Linked DNA regions of Sus scrofa: region 2 is linked to region 1. Evidence: chromatin contacts called from public Hi-C data. All regions are on one chromosome and are shown on one strand. The core of a region is the stretch at or near the end of the contact, and the rest is flanking DNA. Distances in the headings are between cores, read along the strand shown.

What was found. A called contact is a pair of places that touch in the nucleus more often than the background predicts.
Region 2: a contact with region 1 is called in a Hi-C map of liver, with 4 times the contacts expected there. The contact joins two enhancer-like sites. A contact is called at or near these places in 1 of 47 Hi-C or Micro-C datasets (liver) and 1 of 2 datasets of contacts at active chromatin or transcription factors (skeletal muscle).

Annotation. Positions count from the first base shown.
Region 1 is chr15:136,609,171-136,613,927 of Sscrofa11.1, reverse strand. No RefSeq gene overlaps it. Among named protein-coding and RNA genes, the nearest start is that of COPS8, 220 kb to the left of the region's middle. Within about 2 kb of position 3,432, at least 3 of the 83 cell types and tissues checked have an H3K27ac peak or open chromatin away from gene starts, as enhancers often do. A contact at or near this core is called in liver, where this site is marked.
Region 2 is chr15:136,752,683-136,757,881 of Sscrofa11.1, reverse strand. No RefSeq gene overlaps it. Among named protein-coding and RNA genes, the nearest start is that of COPS8, 73 kb to the left of the region's middle. Within about 2 kb of position 1,336, at least 7 of the 83 cell types and tissues checked have an H3K27ac peak or open chromatin away from gene starts, as enhancers often do. A contact at or near this core is called in liver, where this site is marked.

The sequences.
Region 1 (4,757 bases), core at 2,183-4,682:
CATAGCATAGGGAACTACCCTTGACATTTTGTAATAGCCTATACGGGGAAAGAGTTAGAAAAAAATTATATGTATACATGTAAAACTGAATCACTTTGCTGTACACCTGAAACTAGCACAATATTATAAAATAACTATTACAAAAAGAGAGAGGGAGAGGGAGTTTCCATGTGGCTCAGCGGCAATGAAGCCAACTAGCATCCGTGAGGACGAGGGTTCGATTCCTGGCTTCTCTCAGTGGGTTAAGGATCTGGTGTTGCTATGAGCTGTGGTGTAGGTCACCGATATGGCTCAGATCTGGCGTTGCTGTGGCTGTGGTGTGGGCTGGCAGCTGCAGCTCTGATTTGACCCCTAGCCTGGGAACCTCCATATGCTGCGGGTGTGGCCCCCAAAAGACACATACAAAAATTTTTTTAATGAATTAAAATTAAAATTAAAAAAAGAGAGAGAGGAGTTCTGGCGTGGCTCAGTGGTTAACAAATCCGACTAGGAACCATGAGGTTGCAGGTTTGAACCCTGGCCTTGCACAGAGGGTTAAGGATTCGGCGTTGCTGTGAGCTGCGGTGTAGGTTGCAGACGCGGCTCGGATCCCGAGTTGCTGTGGCTCTGGTGTAGGCTGGAGGCTACAGCTCCGATTCGACCCCTAGCCTGGGAGACTCCATATGCCGCAGGAGTGGCCCAAGAAATGGCAAAAAGACAAAAAATAAAAAGAGAGAGAGAGAAAACCAGAGAATGCACCCCAGCTCAGCAGAATTCAGGTGACACAGTTGCCAACAGGCACCAGGAGAGCTGGCTCTTTGGTTGAAAAAAATAAAATCAATAAATAAGATCACAGATCTTCACTTTAAATCATTCCCCAATAAATTTTAGAGAAATCAATGAGTTGATAGACAAAACAGGAAATACGTGAAAATTGATCTCATCTCTGTCTGAAGAAGCGCCTTCTAACCAAATAGATGGCTGATATGAATTATCCCAAATATACACAAAGGCAGAAAGAGAACCAGCAAAATGTGATATCAAAAATTACTGCAGGTGTTTCCACAAAGCGTGACAAACAGCGTGGACCCCTGGGCAACCCGTGCCAGAATCAGAGTAAAGTTGGAGCTGGGTCTTGAAGAACCGGCCAGATTTAGGGCGGGAGGCCCAGGTGACCAGGGGAGGCAGGACAAGGGGCCCACCAGGCCTTGGGATGGCCTGGCTTGATGATCAGGTTACAAAAGTCCTGCCTAAACAAAGGCCACCTGGGCAAGTGACACCACCTGCCTACCTTCATCTCGTGACTGTCAACGCGGATATTTGCAGCCTCTTAGAAAACAAATGTCATCACTCAGGCAAACAATACCTCTTCTGCAGGGCGAGCAGGCCTGATCCAAATGCCTGACCAGGATCCTGCCTTTGGTAAAATCACCCCCTTGGGAAAAGGAGCCAGGGAGTTGGAAGTGCTTGTGTAACAGAACTGGCTTTTTCTGTTATTTCTACCACCCCCCCCACCCCACCCCCGCAAACAGGTCCCAAGAGCAGCGTTTTGCAGAGGGAATCCGGGAGGGGCCTTCAAATGCAAATCTCTGCCCCCAGAGAAGAAAAACACTTAAAAAAAAAAGCCAGCAGAGACAGCAGATTCCTACCAGGCTCCCCGTTACCTCCCCCTGGAAGGTATTTCAAAGAAGCCATTCAATCCATCTTTAAATACAAATGGGTTTTGTTTCATCTTCAACAAATTCTTTTGAACCATGGGCACCCAGAGCAGAGTGCCTAATTTATAGCGCCTACGTTATGTCCACATTTTTAAGAGGCATTTTCTTTCCTGACCGTCAAGAAAGAAACTAGACACTTAGACAAAAAAGTTAAAAAAATATCCTTCTGGTAATTACAACCTTGTTTTGTTTTTTTCTTGAGTTGTCTTGGCTAAGAGGAGCGGGGAGACTGGGAAGGGTGGTGCCTACCCAGCGCAGACATGCTCAAAGCCCTCCCCGCAAAATCAGGCAGAGAGATGCTTTTTCCTAGTGACAAATCCTAGATTCAAAATGATACCATCAGGAGTTCCTGTCGTGGCGCAGAGGAAATGAATCCAACGAGGAACCATGAGGTTGCAGGTTTGATAAAGGAAAAAAAAAAAAAAAAGATACTATCAATGTCTATCAAGCTTGAGATTCAAGGTCAAATATAATGAGCCTCACGCACATCCACACTCAGGATTTCCTTGGACCTTCTGCCGAGTGGAAGGCCTGCACAATCTCTGTTTCCTGGAGCCCTGATTTGAAAGATCTGAGTTGTACTCACAGACTCTCACCACAGTGGAGTGGTTTTCCTCCTTTTAATTCTGGACCGTCTTTGTTTACCAAGCTGATTAAAGGTATTGCTTTCCAGTGCATCTGTTCTTGGGTGGGGACCCATGCCACCGAAAGGTGCTGTTTAGCCAGAAGGGGGACACGGATTTGCGTTTTACGATGTAGGCAGCCAGAGGGATACAGACACCTGAGACAAAGCTGAGAACTCATTAGCATTTGAAAGAAACCCACAGAGGCTCCAAGTTGCAAGGCTTTGGCTTGATGCTTTTGTTCTGCGAAAGTCTAACGAAGGATATCTCTTTTCTCCTTCCTGGGGAGTGAATGTGGAGAGATACAAGAGCTTCCCTTTGTAACGTGCAGGAATCAGCTAGACCCTGCAGTTACTGATGCGTGGGTGGGTTAGATGGATAAGCCCTGAGGTCCTACTGTACAGCACAGGGAACTCTATCCAGTCTCTTGGGATAGACCACGATGGCATGATGGAAGACAGTATGAGAAAGAGAATATATTATATATGAATATGTATATATATACACGAATATGCATATATATGAATATGTATGTGTGTGTGTGTGTGTGTATATATATATATATATATATATATATGAATGACTGGGTCACTATGCTGTACAGCAGAAATTGGCACAACATTGTAAACTATAATTTTTTTTTGGTGTTTTAGGCATATGGAAGTTCCCAGGCTAGGGGTCGAACCTGACCTACAGCTGCGGGCCTACACCGCAGCCACAGCAACACCAGATTCCAGCCATGTCTGAGTACGACGCGACAGCTCACGACAACGCCAGATCCTCAACCCACCGAGCAGGGCCAGGGATTGACCCCGCCTCCTCATGGATACTAGTCAGATGCGTTACTGCTGAGCCACAATGGGAACGCCACATTGTAAACTATACTTTAGTTTTAAAACTTTTAAAAATCTGAGTCTGGGGGCAGAAGAAATCAGAGACGACAAGGACTTAAACATTCTGCTTTCAGGGCCCCCAGGCTCAGCCAGGTCTACTCGGAGCCGGCCCTCCTGCCCCATCCTGGCCAGGTCCCCTGCGCTCTTCCTGGCTCTGCATCCGGTTGATTTCCTCTGCGATACACGTCTTTGGAACGTGCATGAGTAGACACTGGTCCATCAGCATCACTAGACAGGGATTAGGGCAAGGATGCTCTGTGTGTTCACTTCTGCACACCCAGCACCTTGGACAGGGGGACCGCAGTCAACACTCAGTAACTATGGAAACAGTGACATCCTCCTGAAGACAAGAGTGTCTTGAGGACTCTGCCCTTTGTTCAGAAGGACACGCTTCTTTTTCTTTTGTCTTTCTATATACTTCTTTTTCCCTAAATACATGTAAACACTTCTCTTTAAGAGAAGGAAGGAAGCTGGGGGGGAGAGGAAGGAGGGAGGAAGGAAGGGAGGGGAGGAAGGAACACAATGACGAGCAAGAAAAAAAAGACACAAAAAAAGAAAAAGAAAAAACAATCAGAAAATGTCTTCGATTCTCTCTCCCCACCTAGGTTATTTCACTATCAAACTTCTTGAAAGATCAGGCAGCCCCTGTTTCCGCTTTTCTGACCTCCGTTTGTCCTTCAGCCTCTGCACTCTCAGTTCCCTGGTCCTCCACTAAAACAGCCCCCCTGAATCGCCTGTGACTTCCACTCCGACCACGTGCCTCCTGCGTCCAGAAATGGTCAGATAACCCTCGACGGGCCTCTGGGACAAGGCGCCCGTGTCATTTTCCTCTTTCCCGTGGCCAGGCCTGGAGAAGCGGGTACCCACAGCAATTCCTTCCTCCTCTTCCTCACAGCTGCGCTGCATCTGGTCCATCCCCGGCACCCCTCCCCACCCACTGCGAACCCAGCAGAGGGGCTGGCCTTCCATAGCACAGAAACGATGGAGACCCTCAAGCACAAAGAGCTCAATTCCCCAGCATGTTCCCCCCAGAACTACAGCCCCCTTCCCCCGTTACTGCTGCACAAAGTACTTAGTGGAGTCAAACTACAAACTCCCCACACTGGGGAATCAGGAACTGCTTAGCAGACAGAGTTCTGGCTCCTGGGTCTGTCCTGAGTCAAGGTGTCAGCTGGGGCTGAAGGTCCCTGAAGGCTGGCCTGGAGCTGGAGGATCCCTTTCCAGGATGCCCTACTCACAGGGTGACAGTATGAGCCATCTGGGTCTCGGCACGCGGACCTGGCCACACAGCTGCTTGAGTGTCCTCCCAACATGACAGCTGGCTTCCCCAGAGAGTGACCAAGAGAGCAAGGGGGGAGCCACGCTGCCTTGTGTGATGCAGGAACCCCACCATCAGTCCCCTAACATCCTGAAGACACATGGGTCAGCCCTACTCAGTGTCCGGGAGGATTACAGCCAAGTGGGATCAGCAGGAGGCAGGACTGCAGGGAAGCCATTTGAAGGTTGGCTGCCACATGAACTGTCGCCTGCCTGGCTCTGCCAGA
Region 2 (5,199 bases), core at 87-2,586, 150 kb before region 1:
ATATTGAAGGTTTTTCTTCCTAACAGATGTTATGTCAGTAATTACCTTCTTAAATTAAGTTTCTATCTTCTCTTTAACCATTTCCTTTAACATTCCTTCCAGATAAATTTCCGTCGTGGGAAGAAATTAGGTTAAAAAAATGTATTTGCCATACTATAGTCATCCACAAGGGGTTTGGATTAATTTACAAATGAATACAATTAACTGCGCTTTACACACACATGTGTGTATTAGTTTAATCTCAATGTCACCAGCAACAGATGTTATTATTCACCCTATTTTTCTAATTTAAGTTTAAAGCTGTACTTCGCAGTTGCTTTTATATTTCTTTCTTTCTCAAGTGTTGGTTTCTTATTTTTACTTTCTTTTATGAGCATATATTTTTGTACTTGGCCTTGACGCATTTCTTTTGAGGGTCTTTAAATCCTTCCAAATATTTATGAGTATATTCAAAGGACATTATCACTATTATCTTATTTGTTGACATAATTCATGCAAATGTTTTATCTAATGTTTCGCTATACATTTTTCTCTAGTCCTTTTATGTTAAGCAATATAGTAAAAATTGAAAAATTGAATTGTTCATCAGCTTACTTCTTGCCTCCTTTAAAGTGGAAAAAAGTATGTTATTTATCATTTCTTCAAAAGGGGGGTGTTTTCTGCTGATTTTTCTTTATGGATATGCGTGTAATGATCAAACAACCTTCTTTACTCAAGGATTATGGTGTAAAGATAGCTATAAATTAGTTTTTCTCCAAATTGCTACCAGATTATCCCAGTGCTTGCTTGCTTGCTTGCTTTTGCTTTTTAGGGCTGCACCTGCAGCATATGGAAGTTTCCGGGCTAAGGGTTCAATCAGAGCTACCACTGCCAGCCTACACAACAGCCACAGCAACATAGGATCCGATCCACATCTGTAATCTACACCACAGCTCTCGGAATGCCGGTTCCTCAAGCCACTGAGTGAGGCCAGGGATCGAACCTGTGTCCTCATGGATATGAGTTGGGTTTGTTACTGCTGAGCCACAGTGGGAACTCCCCCAGTGCTGTTTAAATGGCAGTTCAGCCCAACCCATTTGTTCTCAGAGGATTATACAACGATATATTATCCTGGGCCAGGGCTGCTAAGCATAGTCTACCTATCCATCTTGCTTCTCTTTCCTAACAATTCCACTTGGCTTCTATTACCGTTCCAAGAGTTAATACTTTGTTATCTAAAAAGGCGAGGCTTCGATTCATTTCCTCTACTTAAGAAATTCACACAGGGAAGGCTCCAGGTTCTGTGAAACAGGAAGCTTACGCAATTTGGGGACCATCTCAAGAAAAACAAGACAAAATGATCAGCTCACAATGTGCAAGCTCCCTTTGTGAAGGCCCAGAGAAAAGGAGGAGCCCTGAGTGTTTGTCCTCCTTAGCTTCGTGGGAAGCCCCCACCCCCGCCTACGTTACTCTGCTGAATGAGTTTATCGTCACGCAGCTTAGTTACAGGAAAAAGGCAGGAATGACATATACGCACTACGCTGCTGAGTATCACATGGATAATTAACAAGGACTTACTGTAGAGCTCAGGGAAACGTACTCAACAGTCAGTAATAACCTACACGGGAAAAAGAATGGGAGTTCCTGCTGTGGCTCAGCGGGTTGAGAACACCACATGATGTCTGTAGGGACGCGGGTTTGATCCTTGGCCTCGCTCAGTGACTTAAGGATCCAGTGTTGCCACAAGCTGCGGTGTAGGTCCAAGATGTGGCTCAGATCTGGTGTTACTGTGACTGTGGCAAAAGCCTCAGCTGCGGCTCCAATCTGTATTTCGACTCCTAACCTGGGACCTTCCATGTGTTGGAGGAGCAGTCCTAAAAAAAAAAAAAAAAAATGGATAAATGCATAACCGATTCACTTTGCTGAGCACCTGAAACTATACAACATTGTAAGTCAGCCATACACCAATAAAATTTTTTAAAAGGACTCTGTATATACTTTAAATGGATTGGAATCATATTATGTCTGTAAAATAGAGCACAATATTTCTCCACTAAATTTTTCTTCTTTTTTTCAACCACAAAATAAGGCCTTCTAGTTTTGCTCATTCATCTGGTAACAATTTACAGAGTGTCTCTTTGGTAATTTTGCAGGGTAGTTTTTTATGATGGTGTCACGTGTACACAATTGGACTTCTTATCGTTTCAAATCCTTGAGTCTTCTGTGAATAGGATCTTGAATTCCAAAACGGATGTATTTGTTTGTTTTCTATGTTTTCATGACTAATGACTTTGGTACTTTCTCTCCGCTGTATATTTCTCTTATATCTGATTCCTTGCAAAGGTCTTTGTATTAATCTTTAGATTTTCAATAACTTTTTTTTTTAAGACATTTTTAGGAGCAGAGTTAGATCTTCTTCAATTAATCAGATTTAAAGAATCAAAGTTGAAATGTGGCTGTTCCCTGCTCAAAACTCCCCACAGTTCCTCGGGGTGTGCCCGGCAGCCTGGTTGCCGAGGCTTGAGGAGAGTCCCTTCTGAAATCGCTGGGTGGACGGCACACGCCACTCTGGGACTGTCATCAGCTTCTGAAGCCAGTCCAGCCCAGACCACTGTCCCGCCTGCTCGAGCGCCCTGGGCAGCTCATTTACTATCTGGCGCATCCACCTTCAGATGTCATGAGAATCTCAAGACGTGGTTATCATAGAGCTGAAAGTTTAGTGTGAGCCTTTCATGATCTCATTTAATCCTCATTCCATCTTGCAGGACTTGCAACCGTTGGTACCCATATTTGACCACTCAGGAAATAGAACTTCAGAGAGACTAAATAAATTAACCGCCTCCGTGGTACGTGATAGGAACTAAGTCTGAATCTCAGTAGCCCCCAAGGATGGGCAACATCCTACACTCCCTCCTGAAGTCCCCCGTGTGGGCTCTTCTGCGCAGCCCGTGGGAGGGGGCCAGTTCTTTTGGGTTCGGAGTTCACAGGAGTGAGATGGATATATTGGACTTGCAGAGTCTGGTGACAGCATTTCTTAAGATCACCCAGGCAACCCTAAATCTCTGGCGGTTCCTCCTCCCCAATGGGTCAACAATAGACATTTTGTTTTCCAAAGAGGTTTATCAGCTTTCCACTGGAGCAGAGCCTGCTTTGCTGTCCTGATGCGCTGAATGCCATGTCCCTCCAAGGTCAGGGTTCACAAGAGCGCTACTACTGGGTCTGGGCTGGATCGTTTTGTGCTGGGCGGAGGGGGGTCTGCACACTCTAGGATGCTCAACAGCATCCCTGGCCTCCACATCCTAGTTGCCAGCAGCCCCCTGCCCCTCAGCAGCATCAACCAAAAATGTCTCCATGTCCTGCCAGGCGTGCTCAGGGGCAGAGTTGCTCCTGGTGGAGCACACTGAGTTAGAGCACACTGCCAATCCACAGCAGCCATCAGTGTGTCTGCTAAGCCTGGACCCCGGCGTCAGTCTCTCCAGCCCTGGATGAAGGGATAAACTTTGGATTCCTAAATTGCACATGAGGCTGAAGCTTAGGGACTGTGCCCCAGTGGGGGCACCAGGAGGAAAGAGATGGCCCACTAGAACGGGGTGACTGAGGGGAGCTTAAGGATTTTCGGAAGAGCATCAGCAGGGCCGAGGAAACCAGTGAGGACCTGGCAGTGGCCAGAGGCTTCCATCATTCCTACCCTGAAGGGGCCAATGACTAAGCAGTTTCCTGAACCTGGACAGGTGTCTGGAAAGGCTGCCTGGGCTGGGCTGTGGGGGTCAGGACAGGGGCCACCTGACATGGAGGCCACTCCTCTGCATGTACTATCATCACTTCTTTCTGCTACCCACTGCCTCCTTCCACTGGCCAAGCCCATAAGAGGCCAAAATACAAGAGAGCCTGTAAATACCTTCCATATTGGGTTTCATTCTATTTTATTTTATTTTATTTTATTTTATTATCTTTTCATGACCACTCCCACAGCACATGAAAGTTCCTAGACTAGAGGTCAAATCGGAGCTGTAGCTTCGGCCTACACCACAGCCACAGCAACACCAGATCCGAGCCATGTCTGAGACCTCACCACAGCTCATGGGAATGCTGGATCCTTAACCCACTGAGCGAGGCCAGAGACTGAACTTTAGTCCTCATGGATGCTAGTCAGGTTAGTTTCCAGTGAGCCAAGATGGGAACTCCAGGGTTTCATTCCAGATTAGTGTTCTCTGAATTACTTACAAGCCATCCCAACATCTTTTATAATATTACCCTTCTTTTCCCTAAAAGGCATGCTTTTTATTACTTATCAAATCCTTATATATAATGCTTTCTTTTGTTTATTCTCTTGTGTAGCTCTTTATGTCTTTAAAAAAATTAGTTCCTCATTATTTCAGTTATTTGTTTTATGGTGTGGATTAATATCTAATGGAGCTAGCAGGACTAATTTTGCTGGTCAAACTATAATTTTCCCAAGATATGTCTTAACTGACCAATGGCCAAAACCCTTCTGATTGCCATGAGCAGACTGTCTGGCCCTTACTAGAAATGTAGTATATTTTAACTCTTGTCAAGGGTTGCTTTGCCTTGCTTTCTTTTTCATTAAAAACAAAAATTTTCTTTAAAATTGTACCACAATATTTTTGCTGGCATGATTTATTTCATCCTAAATGTATACCTCCTTAGTCTTTTTTCCAGATAGAACAGTCTATAAAATTAAAATGCACACTCACAATATGCCTTTTTTTTTCCAGACAATTTCCAACAGTAGCCAAAGCTTTGTTTTGATCAAATATAAGCCCTACTTGAGCAATATTTTATTGAGAACTGATGTTTTGCCCAGGCATACAGTGCTTGTTTAGTGTAAATGTTTCATTTCTAATGAGAAAAATTTAGACTCGGTATCTATAAGGAAAAGTAAGATTTGGGTATCTGAAATTACAACTAACCCTTTGGGATACTTGAAATGTACAACATCTGGGTACAATAAACAATAATAAAGTCTAATAATGTTTTCATTGCTCAGCATCTTCTTAATAACCTGTCTACAGATTTTTAAATGCCCTACACAAATAATAACAATAAAGTTTTGAAACCACAAGGCATCATTAGCTGTATATCCTGAGAACTATTCTGCTGAGTAAAAGAGGGACATACACATGATATAAAATTCCTGGCTGAGAGAAACATTTATCACAGCACATGGGGAAATGCCTAATGAGTTACAGGAAAACAAAA